2 separate regions of the Rattus norvegicus genome follow, and region 1 is linked to region 2. Evidence: chromatin contacts called from public Hi-C data. All regions are on one chromosome and are shown on one strand. The core of a region is the stretch at or near the end of the contact, and the rest is flanking DNA. Distances in the headings are between cores, read along the strand shown. Region 1 has its middle 8.2 kb from the start of Trnaa-agc24. Region 2 has its middle 130 kb from the start of Frmd6.

Region 1 (5,342 bases), core at 2,341-4,840, 220 kb before region 2:
TGGACTGAGTGAGCTGTCCTCACACCAGAGGTCTTACTTGCTACTCTGCCATTTGTAGTCAAGATGGAGCAACAGAACCTAAATTTAAATTTTCCAGCTTTGGGGCTGGAGAAATGGCTCAGTGGTCAGGAGGACTTGCTAAGTATGCGTGAGGACATGAGGTGGGATCTCAACACTTAAAAGTTGGTCTGGCTGTTCATCCACCTGTAACCCTGGTGCTGTGGCCAAGGGTGGCGGTTGGCGGGTGTGTGTGTGTGTGTGTGTGTGTGTGTGTGTGTGTGTGTGTGTGTGAAAAGACCTGGGAGGAAAGCAAAAGGGACGGGGTGGGGGAAGGGCAGACACAGAAGGATTGGGAAGTGACAAGGGTGTGTGATGTGATGTAAAATCCCCAATGAATCAATAAAAATATGTTGGGGAAAATACTGAAACACAATGGGCAGTGTATACCCACTAGCACCATGAAGTAGAGAAAGCTCCCAGCAAGCACTGGGCAGGGTGTGGAGAAGCCAGAAGTCTGACACACTGCTATGGAGCATGGTTTAGGTTAAGCCACTTTGGAAACAGGCTACCTGGGTTTTAAAAACTTAAATCTATACTCACCGCAGAACCTCCACATTCCATTTCTCAGCTTTTACCACAAAGAAACAAGGCTTAGATCCACCTCACAGACTTGCACAGTGATGCTCATTCGGAATAGCCCCAGTGTAAACATCCAGCTATCCTTTGGTATCCTCAGGGGATTGGCTCCTAGGTGCCCCGCAGACAGCCAAATGTGTGGCTGCTCAAATCCTCTCTGTTCATAGCAGCCCAGTATCACCACACAACCACACAGTCCTACTGTGTGACTTAAAGCAACCATGGATCACTCGCTCCATCTAACACAAGGGAAACGCTGGGTAAATAGTTGTTAAGCTGTATTGCAGGTGAAGAGGTAAAAGGAAAATGTCTGCACATGTTCAAGTACACACAAAGGGAATGATTGCATTGCCTGTGTACTGAATTCAAGACCACAGAACCCGTAGGGATGGAGGGCTCACCAAAACCCGAAGGTCCATAGCCAAGGAATGGCGGTGTATTCATTGAAAGAGATGCTACTTGATAAGGAAGAGGGATGGGCTACTCATACCCACTGCAGTGTGAATATCTAAGTAACTAGGCAGAGAAGCGAAGCCATTCAGAACGGAGACTGAGTGGCATAAAGGTGTATAAAACGAAAACAGTGCTGGAAGGGAAGAGCAGTGTAGAGCTCTCAAAGAGTGCAGGGAAGTGGACACGGGGACAGAATGGGCATCATCTTGATAGTGGTGATGCAGGTTTCATCCAAGTTTCACTCAGGTTTATACTTGAAATATGTGCAGTCTGTGCGTGTCAAGGATACTTCTGTAGCATTCATTGCTTATGGGAAAGACAGGCCTATGTTAAAGGGATATCTACGTGACCCTAAGCAAAATCCTCGAGCTCTCTCTGCCTGAGCTCCAAAAGGAGGTCAAAAGGGGGTCAAAACATGAACCTCACAACGTCATTTGTCAGACGAGATGATTAGGTGCAGTTCTGAGCACATCGCTGTCTGTGTTCATATAGAGCACTGCAAGCACTGTGTCTGCCCTGTAAGATTTTCTCTTAATTCCTCAGCAAAACATCTCTCTCTCTCTCTCTCTCTCTCTCTCTCTCTCTCTCTCTCTCTCTCTCTGTGTGTCTTGGTTCTACCTTTTATTGTCAGAAATTAAAGGGTATCTTATTTATTCATTTTTGCCAAAAGTCATATGGAAACAAGGGGGAATTCACAGGATAAGCAGGCAGTGGCGTGAGTGCCTGGTACTTGTTGAACACCCCTGGAACCTGTACTCATCTACCACCAAGAGATGCCAAGTATTTAAGCCATGTGGCTTATGTGGGGATCCCTACCTCCCATATTCACCGTGATAAAAAGGAGAAGACCAGAAGTTTTGAAAAATGGAGGCCATCTACTTTAAAGCTGTCAACTTGACTACACCTGTGTTCAACAAAGACCCCAGATGCTGTGCACTTCACTCAGGGATGTTCTTAACCAGACTGTTTGAATCAGGAAGACCTACTCTAGGTAACACCTTCTGGTGGCAGCCCAGATGGGCGCAGCAGAAGGAAATTTTGCCTTTTGCCCGATCGCCTTCAGCAGCATCCATCCCGCTGCAGTGGCGGGCATTAAATCCAATTTTGTCAACTCTCTGGGAATCTCCAGGACTCCAGCGCTAGACTGGGGACAGCTGACAACTAGTGGGATCTAGGCCTTTCTGACTGAGACAACCATTGTTGGACTCTCTGGACCACACCCTATAAGCTACTCTAATAAATACCATCTTAATATATGTTATATAACACAGGGGAAATGCAGGGGAGACACTCAGCAAAGGGTTTCTTAGCCTGTGGACACACATGCACCACACTTGGATTCAGATGGAGGCCCCTGTCTGTCATCTTCTGATGTTAACCTAGCTGTGTATGCTGTGGCAGACGGACAGTTAGATATGTAGTGTCTTGGCTTCCAGTCTGGTGTTCCTGCCATTGTACAAGGATACTATTTTTTTTTCTCGGAGCTGAGGATAGAACCCAGGGCCTTGTGCTTGCTAGGCAAGTGCTCTGCCACTGAGCTAAATCTCCAACCCCAAGGATGTTATTTTTAGACTGCTTAGAATCAGAACCCATACCTCCAGATAAACCATACTAGTTAAGAGAACAAGAAAAATTCCCTTGAACCCCACCTCGATTCTGTTAATGATCATTTTATCCCCCAGTGAGACACAGGTCTCTCCACTGCTGTACTTTCTGGGGCATCAGACCTCTTGAAGATCTCTGTGCTGGGTAGCCTTGGGGCTGGGTTATTAATAGCCATTGAAATGGAGGCTATCAACCACAAGGTGGCGCTCAACTCTCCTCTTTCAGAAGTACAAAGTTGGTCGAACGGAAGATGATGATAAAGTACTGATTTTCCATAAGTTGCCTTCCTCAGTTCTGAATAGTAAGGATCTTCCACAGAGATCCAAGGGGGTTCTGCTTGGCACGAGACCTGAAGGGTGGAGGAAGACGAGTGTACAGGCCCAGTAGAGTGTCTTGGAAAAGGCAGAGCCTCTCTGCTTGGTGTCTACCTTGCTGTCTTGTCTTTGTTCCCACACAATCAGGTCTCCCAACTCCAACATGAGCCATAGGGAAGCTCTCTTCCCTTAAGCAGGGAACATCTGAGCCCTGGTGAGGTTTTAAAATTCATGAATTCCTTGCCAGATGTGATGGCTCACATCTGTAATTCCAGCACTCGTGAGGCTCACCATGGATTTGAGGTTACCATGGGCTACAGAGTAACTCCATCTCAATAAAACAAAACAAAAAACCAAACCCCTTCCCTGTCTGTCATAAATTGGAATATATTCCTTCGTCCTTTCCCAGCATCGAAGGCACACATTCACGTTTCTATCCCTGTTCTCTGTTTCAGCATGTCTATACACATACACCATCTATCACCCGTCGCGGTGCCAGGACTGGCAAGATAGGAGTGGACTTTAATCTGCATCCTTTCTCACACACACCCAGGCCTGACTCTGCCAGTGCTGAGTCCAGGCTCTCTGCTGCCCTCTGCTGGTGGGATGTTCATTTTCTTTCCAAGCCCTCCTCACTTGGGTAAGGCGGAATAGGAAAACCAGAGCAACAGCAATGGGTGGCCCGTAAATCTCACTCAGCAAACAGGAGAATGTTAGGATTGCATGAGGTGATCACAGGCCTGGCGCTTAAGTGAGGTGATATCACCTTTCCCAAGGAACTGCAAAATGTGGTACAGATGCAGGCACAAACGGTTGGAAATATATACCCGGAAAGGGGGGCAGTTAGAACCCATACCTCCAGATGAAACTGTAGTAGTTAAGAGACCAAGGAAAATTCCTTTGGACCCTACCTCAGGGCCTTTAATGACCATCTTAGCCCCCAGTGAGACCTGGGTCTCTCCACTGCCGCGCTGACTGACTGCTCACCAGGCTGTTTGCCGGACGTAAATGTGTTGAGGAGTGGGGTGAGGGTGGGAAAAAAATTGTCACAGAGAGGCATACTGATTAGAATGGAGGAACTGCAAGTCACCTGCAGGGACCACACTACTTCAGTGCTGCTAGAGAGTGGTCCACAGAGCGGGAAGGAGACGCTCATACCAGAAACAGTTTTGAGATCTCAGGGTGCCTTGCATAGCCCACCAAAGGGCTGGAGCTCCTGCTGGAAGTAAGGGAGATCCCCTGGAGATTTCAGGGAAGGCGGTTCAAAAATGAACACAGGTCCCTCTAGAGTGGGGAGGCAGATTTACAAGGATAACCCTGTTCCCCGGGGAAAAAGGTCAGGACGACACCACAGTAGTTCAAGTGGTGGCCAGAACCACGATGTTGGTAAAATATGTACCTAGAAACATCTGGGAGACCCACACAAGAGGGTCTACTAAATGACCGACCGTCACGTATCAAGGATGACTTCCCGGTAAGGGACAAAGTTCAGAGGGAGAACAGTTGCCCAGAGGGCATGTGGCTCTGTCCTCAGTTCCCAGCACTGAAAAAAAAAAAGGTTATTTCCAAATCTCTGGCTTAAGGGGGATAGGGGAGGGGCAGCAATGACCTCACCAGCTGATAGGGAGACTCCCGAAGGAGTTAGTTTAATAAATAAAAAAAAAAAAGTGAATGTTGTGATAATGATCTGAGGTGTTCTAAATACACTGAGGTAGAGGTGACTAGCAGGTATCCAAGGCTGGGGACTGCGGTGGGATGGCTAGGATCCCTTTGTTCTGGGGGACAGCACTGAATACGTGCAGTTTAAACCAGGAAGAGATGAAAGTAAAGAGATAAAACCAGTGGGTCAGTGGGTCACAGAGGGAAGTGTGGGAACAAAAGCAGGTCAAAAGGGACCAGAGAAGCCAGAAAGGAGACAGAGGGGGGTGACCTTTGAGATAGAAAGAGCATAGAAGGTCATGTTGTCATAGCAAGGGGTGATGAGAGTGCCCTGAAGAGGAAGCATTTACCAACAGGCCGAGAGTTCCATCACCTGCAGACTGGCAACTTCCTCAGGAGTTTGGTACAAGGAGGCTGCAGAGGCAGGGGTAGCAGGGTACACTGGCTGGTTCTGTGTGTCAACTTGACACAGCTGGAGTTATCACAGAGAAAGGAGCCTCCCTTGAGGAAATGCCTCTATGAGATCCAGCTGTAAGGTATTTTCTCTATTAGTGATCAAGAAGGGAGGACCCAGCCCATTGTGGGTGGTGCCATCTCTGGGCTGGTGGTCCTGGGTTCTATAAGAGGGCAAGCTGAGCAAGCCAGGGGAAGCAAGCCAGTAAGTAACATCCCTTC
Region 2 (5,328 bases), core at 887-3,386:
CCACACTTTCCACTGCATTTTAAGTGCGTTCTCAGTGCCGCTCAGAGAAAACACGACGTAAGTATGTGGGCTTATGCCAGATGCAGCCACAAATACGAGTTTTTGCAAAGCTAAGAATTTATGAGACATAAATATCGCTTTTGCTTTTTCACAAATTTATCTTTGTAAGTTAGAGAAGTTTGAGAAACAAAATTGTTTAGGGCTGAAATAAGAAAGAGCTGACCCACCACAATACATAGTCAACTTCTACACCAGACATGAAGACGGGAGTGGAAGGCGAAAGGGGGGCATAGGTTGTTGTCTCTGTTCTGGCCTAGTGGCATCTTCTAGAATACCAATGAGGCTTGGACTTAGCACATACTTCACAGGAGAGAAAAGGAGCGAGACCAAGACTGACTCTGAACTGCCCAGAGTGAGTCACGGAACTTGACACTTTTTGAGGTTAAGTCATCAGATCACAGCGTCTTTTGATGGAAATTTTGCCTTCTCAGCTTTGGGCTGGAGAGAGAACTTAGTGCTTAGAAACAGGTGTTTCTCAAACTCAAGTAGAAGACCTGAGTGTGGTCTCGGCACTTGGGCTGGGCAACTGACAACCTACAACTCCATCTCTGGGGCAGGTCTCAAAACTCTGACCTCCTTAGGGCACCTTAGTCACATGCACGTCTTCCTCTATTCCCCACAGACATGTAATTAAAATAATAAAAGTCTGTTCCTTCCTTTGCTTGGAGTCAAGACTTACTGCCTGGCTAGACGTTTTGCACTGAATGCTCTCAGCCTTTGCATTTCTAACAACAAAACACTGCTCTTGATGAATGTAAGGGAGTGATGAAGACCCTCTTCTTGGAGCAGTTTCTCTATGAGAAGATGGGGATGCTCCTGTTCTCCTGGGGATCTGAGGGTGCCACGTGTTTCATGTGCCCTGAGCTATAACTAAGCTAGGAGGGTGGGCAGGCAGCAGTGCCTCCCTGTTACTTTAGTGTTTTACGTTCTGTTATAATAAAAACATTCTAAAGTCAATAGAAGTATGTAAGAGAAACACCTTGACACTTAGTTCTACTCTGGTACGCTGATGTGCTTATAAAAACCAATCTGAAAATATATTATAAAACGTAGCTGTGTCGGGGTTTAGCTCAGCTGAATGCACACATCTGTGTAGCCAATGTGCACAGTTAATGCACAGGCGGCCTCACCATGCCCAAGAGTTCTTTTAGACTCTTGTCTTGTCACCTCCCTGGCACCTTCTAGCTGCCTGCATCTGTAGATTTTTTTCCGTTACTCGTACGCTTTTTTCAAAAATGATTTTTTTTTTTGGTTCTTTTTTTCGGAGCTGGGGACCGAACCCAGGGCCTTGTGCTTCCTAGGTAATCGCTCTACCACTGAGCTAAATCCCCAGCCTCAAAAAAGATTTTTTTATTTTAAACTCTTTGTCTCTATGACTGTCTCTGACACTCTTGGTCTGCCTCTGTCTCTCTGTCTCTGTCTCTGTGTGTGTGTGTCTGTCTGTCTCTGTCTGTCTGTCTATATGTCTCTGTCTGTCTTTGTCTGTCCTTCTCTATGCCTGTCTGTCTCCCCTCCCTGCCCCCGTTGTGCGTGTGTGTGTGTGTGTGTGTGTGCGTGTGTGTGTGTATGTGTGTGTGTGTGCGTGCACAGAGGTGCAAGTGCCTGCATAGACCAGTGTCTAAGCCACCTGATATGAGTGCAGGAACAGCATGTACTCCTAACCACCATGTCTTTTTTTGGCCATCATAAATATTCAGTCTTTTAGTCTATTTTTTGTCTAGTTCTTGATCAGCATAATGTTTTTGAAATCCATCTACATTGTATATATGAAGAGTTCACTCATTTCAAATGCTGGCCTTAAACTCACTGCACAAATATCTCATGTGTTGTAGTCATTCATTCTTTGATGGGCATTTTGGTTGTTTCTAGTTTGGGGCTACAAAGATATTCACGTTTGAATTTCCTACGTGTCTTTTATTCTATATTTTACTTTTGCTGAATAAAGCACACGAAGTGCAGCCATTGGGTCACCAAGAGACATTTGACTAACTTTATAAAGGCACTGCCTAGCTCTTTCCCAAATGGCTGCACCATCTCCCCTGCCCCAACACAGTGCGTGCGAGTAGGAGTGGCCAGACAGCTTTCCTAACGTCGGCTGCTCCGGCGTGTGTGTGAGCGGCTCCTGGCCGTGGGTGTCTAGCACTTCATTGTGCTCTGTGATTTGTGATTCCCTGATGACTCATGAGGCTGGGCATCTTTCCGTCTGTTTTTTGGTCACTCACACAGCTTCTTTTAGTGAAGCGTGTGTTCAGTTCTTTTTGCCCATACTTAAAGTAGGTTACTGGTTTTCTTTTATATATTATTTAATTTTAAATATCCTTTATGCATCTGGGGACTATTCCCTTGTTTGATATGTTATCAGTATCTTTTTTTCTCCATCTGGGAGTTTACCTTTTTGTTTTATTAATGATATCTGTCCTAGAGCAGGCATTTTTGAATATTATTCTTTGGTGTGTACTGGGGATAACTTTACAAATAAGCTTTGTGAATGATAATGTCCAGTACCAAGGACAATCGCGGGACATATTCTGTAGCAATTAATAAAGGTTCTGTGGCCCCTGGGATTAGTAATCAAATATCTGATATCTGTCAGTGATAAACAGCCCAAACCTTATGCCACTAGGAATCTCTGCCTTACTGTCTCCTTTCATTCTCTCTCTCTCTCTCTCTCTCTCTCTCTCTCTCTCTCTCTCTCTCTCTCTCTCTCCAATGCTTCTCCTTCACAGAAACTCTTCTCTATACCAGATGTGTTACAGTGCAAGGGTCACCATGCCTTTTTCCCCCTGTGTAGGAAGTAATCTTAAAACCGTGGTTGGTCTGGGTTTTATCGGCCACAGGAACCTCCTTCCTAATAGACTTCAAAATCTCTGGCTGTCAAAGTTGGAACCCAGTGACTTTGTTCTGACTCAGAATCCAGACAGAGTCTATCTTACTCATTTCTGTCAGCAGACCTTTCTAACTGCCATACCCCACGCAATGGAGCTAGAAATGCAGGATCTACCCAGGGTGGTGTGTGCCCTGTGTGTCAACTTGTCCAGTTCATAGCTAGTGCAGCAGTGAGCCCGAGGACAGACCTAACTCACTCCGTCCTCTGCCTGTTATTTGTTAAATGGAGCTTAGCGCATAAGAGATGGTGTGCAAGTCACAATTGGTGTGCCAGCTTGCTTGAGTCATTCCGAAGGTGTTTGTTACTTTCGGAACCCCATGGCCACATGCCTGGCTCATTAGAGCATTTGCTGTTGCAGGAGTTATATAGCCAAATAGCCACAGTTAACCGGGGGCAGGGGGCGGGGGGGAAGCAATGCTATGGTGGCAATGAGGTAATCAAATCTCCCAGGCTCCGCCCAGGCAGGAAGTCAGTTAATATTGCAGGGTAAGGCTTGTGTCATTTTTGACTCACACTGGTTCACATTTCCCAAGTGGGAGACGAATGTTCTGGATCTCAGAAATGGTAGAGGTCATAAGAAAGACACTTTCTCCTTAGATCTCCCTTAGAGAGAAAACTTATAATACAAAAAAGGCGGCCCACCATTACAACCTCCAGTGTTTAATGCAGTTTGTGGAACAGCCCCACACACATTTTCACACGAGGTCCTTACAACAACCCTGGAGAGGGGCCCCTGGCGAATGTGGAAATAGTGAGGCTCTTTATATGAAGCTGGTCTTAAAGTTCTGAGTCTGTATGTGTCTGACCCAGATTCCACATCTATTGTGAAGTGATATGATACTTTGGTACTACAAAATGAACTAGCAGGGCCCACAAAATATTTTTTTTAATATTTTATTAATTTATGTGTATAGATGTTTTACCCGCATGTGTGACTATGTACATGCACGCATGCTTAGTGCCTGAGGAAGTCATGAGAGGGTGTCAGAGTCCCTGAAACTAGACTTGTAGATGGTTGTGAACCACTATGTGGGTGCTGGGAACCTGAGTTATCTGGATGACCAGACAGTGCTCTTAACTGCTGAGCCTGGGCCGTCTCTCCTGCACCACAGGATTCATTGTCTTGGGAGGGGACTCCTTTACTTATGAGCTGCCAAGGATGAAGTAGACATCTAAGTTTGTGCTTCTTTCCCCCTCCTCCCTGGTTCTTAAATATTGTCTGTTATGCCTCAAGGTAAGATAACTTATCCTATCTATAGAATATCTTCCTGGTACACTCTTCCTCAGATTGAAGGAGAATACTGTCGGATGCGATTTTGGCACAAAGGGTGGGGGTGGGGATGTTAGAGGCCATGGGGCTGCAAACCCTTAAAATCCTTTTTCCCTGGGAACCCAGTTTTACAAAGGTCAGCTGAACATGCTGAGATGACGCTCTTCTCTTATGTGGACAAACCTGACGTAATATTTTATGTCCTATTTCTAACGTCACACCCGTCCTAAAGAATCTCCTTGGCTTGGTCACATGAATTTTGTCTCAGAGGAATAATGAGGCTTGGAAAATTAGATCTGAATTGGGGGATGGAGGCCTGTGGGTTGCTCATAACCCCCATTCAAAATGAAGCAGCGCATTGTATAAGTTTTCATTTCTTTTTGAACACATTTTTATTTTATTTTTATTATTATCTATTTATTCATCTGAGATAGTGTTTCTCTGTTGACCCCTGGTTGTCTTGGAACTCCATCTAGTCTTAACTCAGAGATCCCCCTGCCTCTGCCTCCTGAGTGCTGGGGTTAAAGGCATGCAGGCCACCACTGGCACCACTGGCTGCATCTGCAGAATAGATTTCCACCAGAGACCCAGTCACGGCCCTGAAATAGCTGAGGCTTCTGGTTAACCTCGCAGCAGAGGTGCATAGAGCTCCCTGCTTTGCAAAGGATGAAATGCACTTGCTTCTGCCTCGGACACTGGTGTGACTGTAAGCTTTGAAACCAAGTCCTCGGGAAAGAAAACTCAACTTGGTTCAGAACGAATGACACAAAATCAAACCCGAGATTCTGTCCTTCTTTCTCTGTTCGGATAGCTACAACTGAGAAAAAATATAATTAAAATTCTATTTCTCAGTGTATTTCCATATTTTTACCAGGCTTTATAATAACAGCCTGCAAGACAAACATCTCATTTCATTACTGTGTCATTAGGGACTTCCGTGTCTGTGTGGCATGAGGTGCATTCTTTGAATGGATAGAAGCACTTGGAGCCCTGATTCCAACTGGTCAGACTGGAAAATTCATGACTGCTCTCAGCAGATGTCTTCCAGCGAACTCCCCAGGGGAGAGCTACTACCTTCTACATATGGAAACAACCAAATCTGATTGGTCAA

The links. Hi-C and Micro-C count contacts between places; a contact is called where the count stands out from the background.
Region 1: a contact with region 2 is called in a Hi-C map of the A7r5 cell line, with 4 times the contacts expected there. The contact joins two enhancer-like sites. A contact is called at or near these places in 2 of 12 Hi-C or Micro-C datasets (the A7r5 cell line and the Rat2 cell line).

What each region holds. Positions count from the first base shown.
Region 1 is chr6:95,165,964-95,171,305 of GRCr8, reverse strand. No RefSeq gene overlaps it. Among named protein-coding and RNA genes, the nearest start is that of Trnaa-agc24, 8.2 kb to the left of the region's middle. Within about 2 kb of position 3,590, at least 7 of the 93 cell types and tissues checked have an H3K27ac peak or open chromatin away from gene starts, as enhancers often do. A contact at or near this core is called in the A7r5 cell line, where this site is marked.
Region 2 is chr6:94,945,074-94,950,401 of GRCr8, reverse strand. No RefSeq gene overlaps it. Among named protein-coding and RNA genes, the nearest start is that of Frmd6, 130 kb to the left of the region's middle. Within about 2 kb of position 2,136, at least 20 of the 93 cell types and tissues checked have an H3K27ac peak or open chromatin away from gene starts, as enhancers often do. A contact at or near this core is called in the A7r5 cell line, where this site is marked.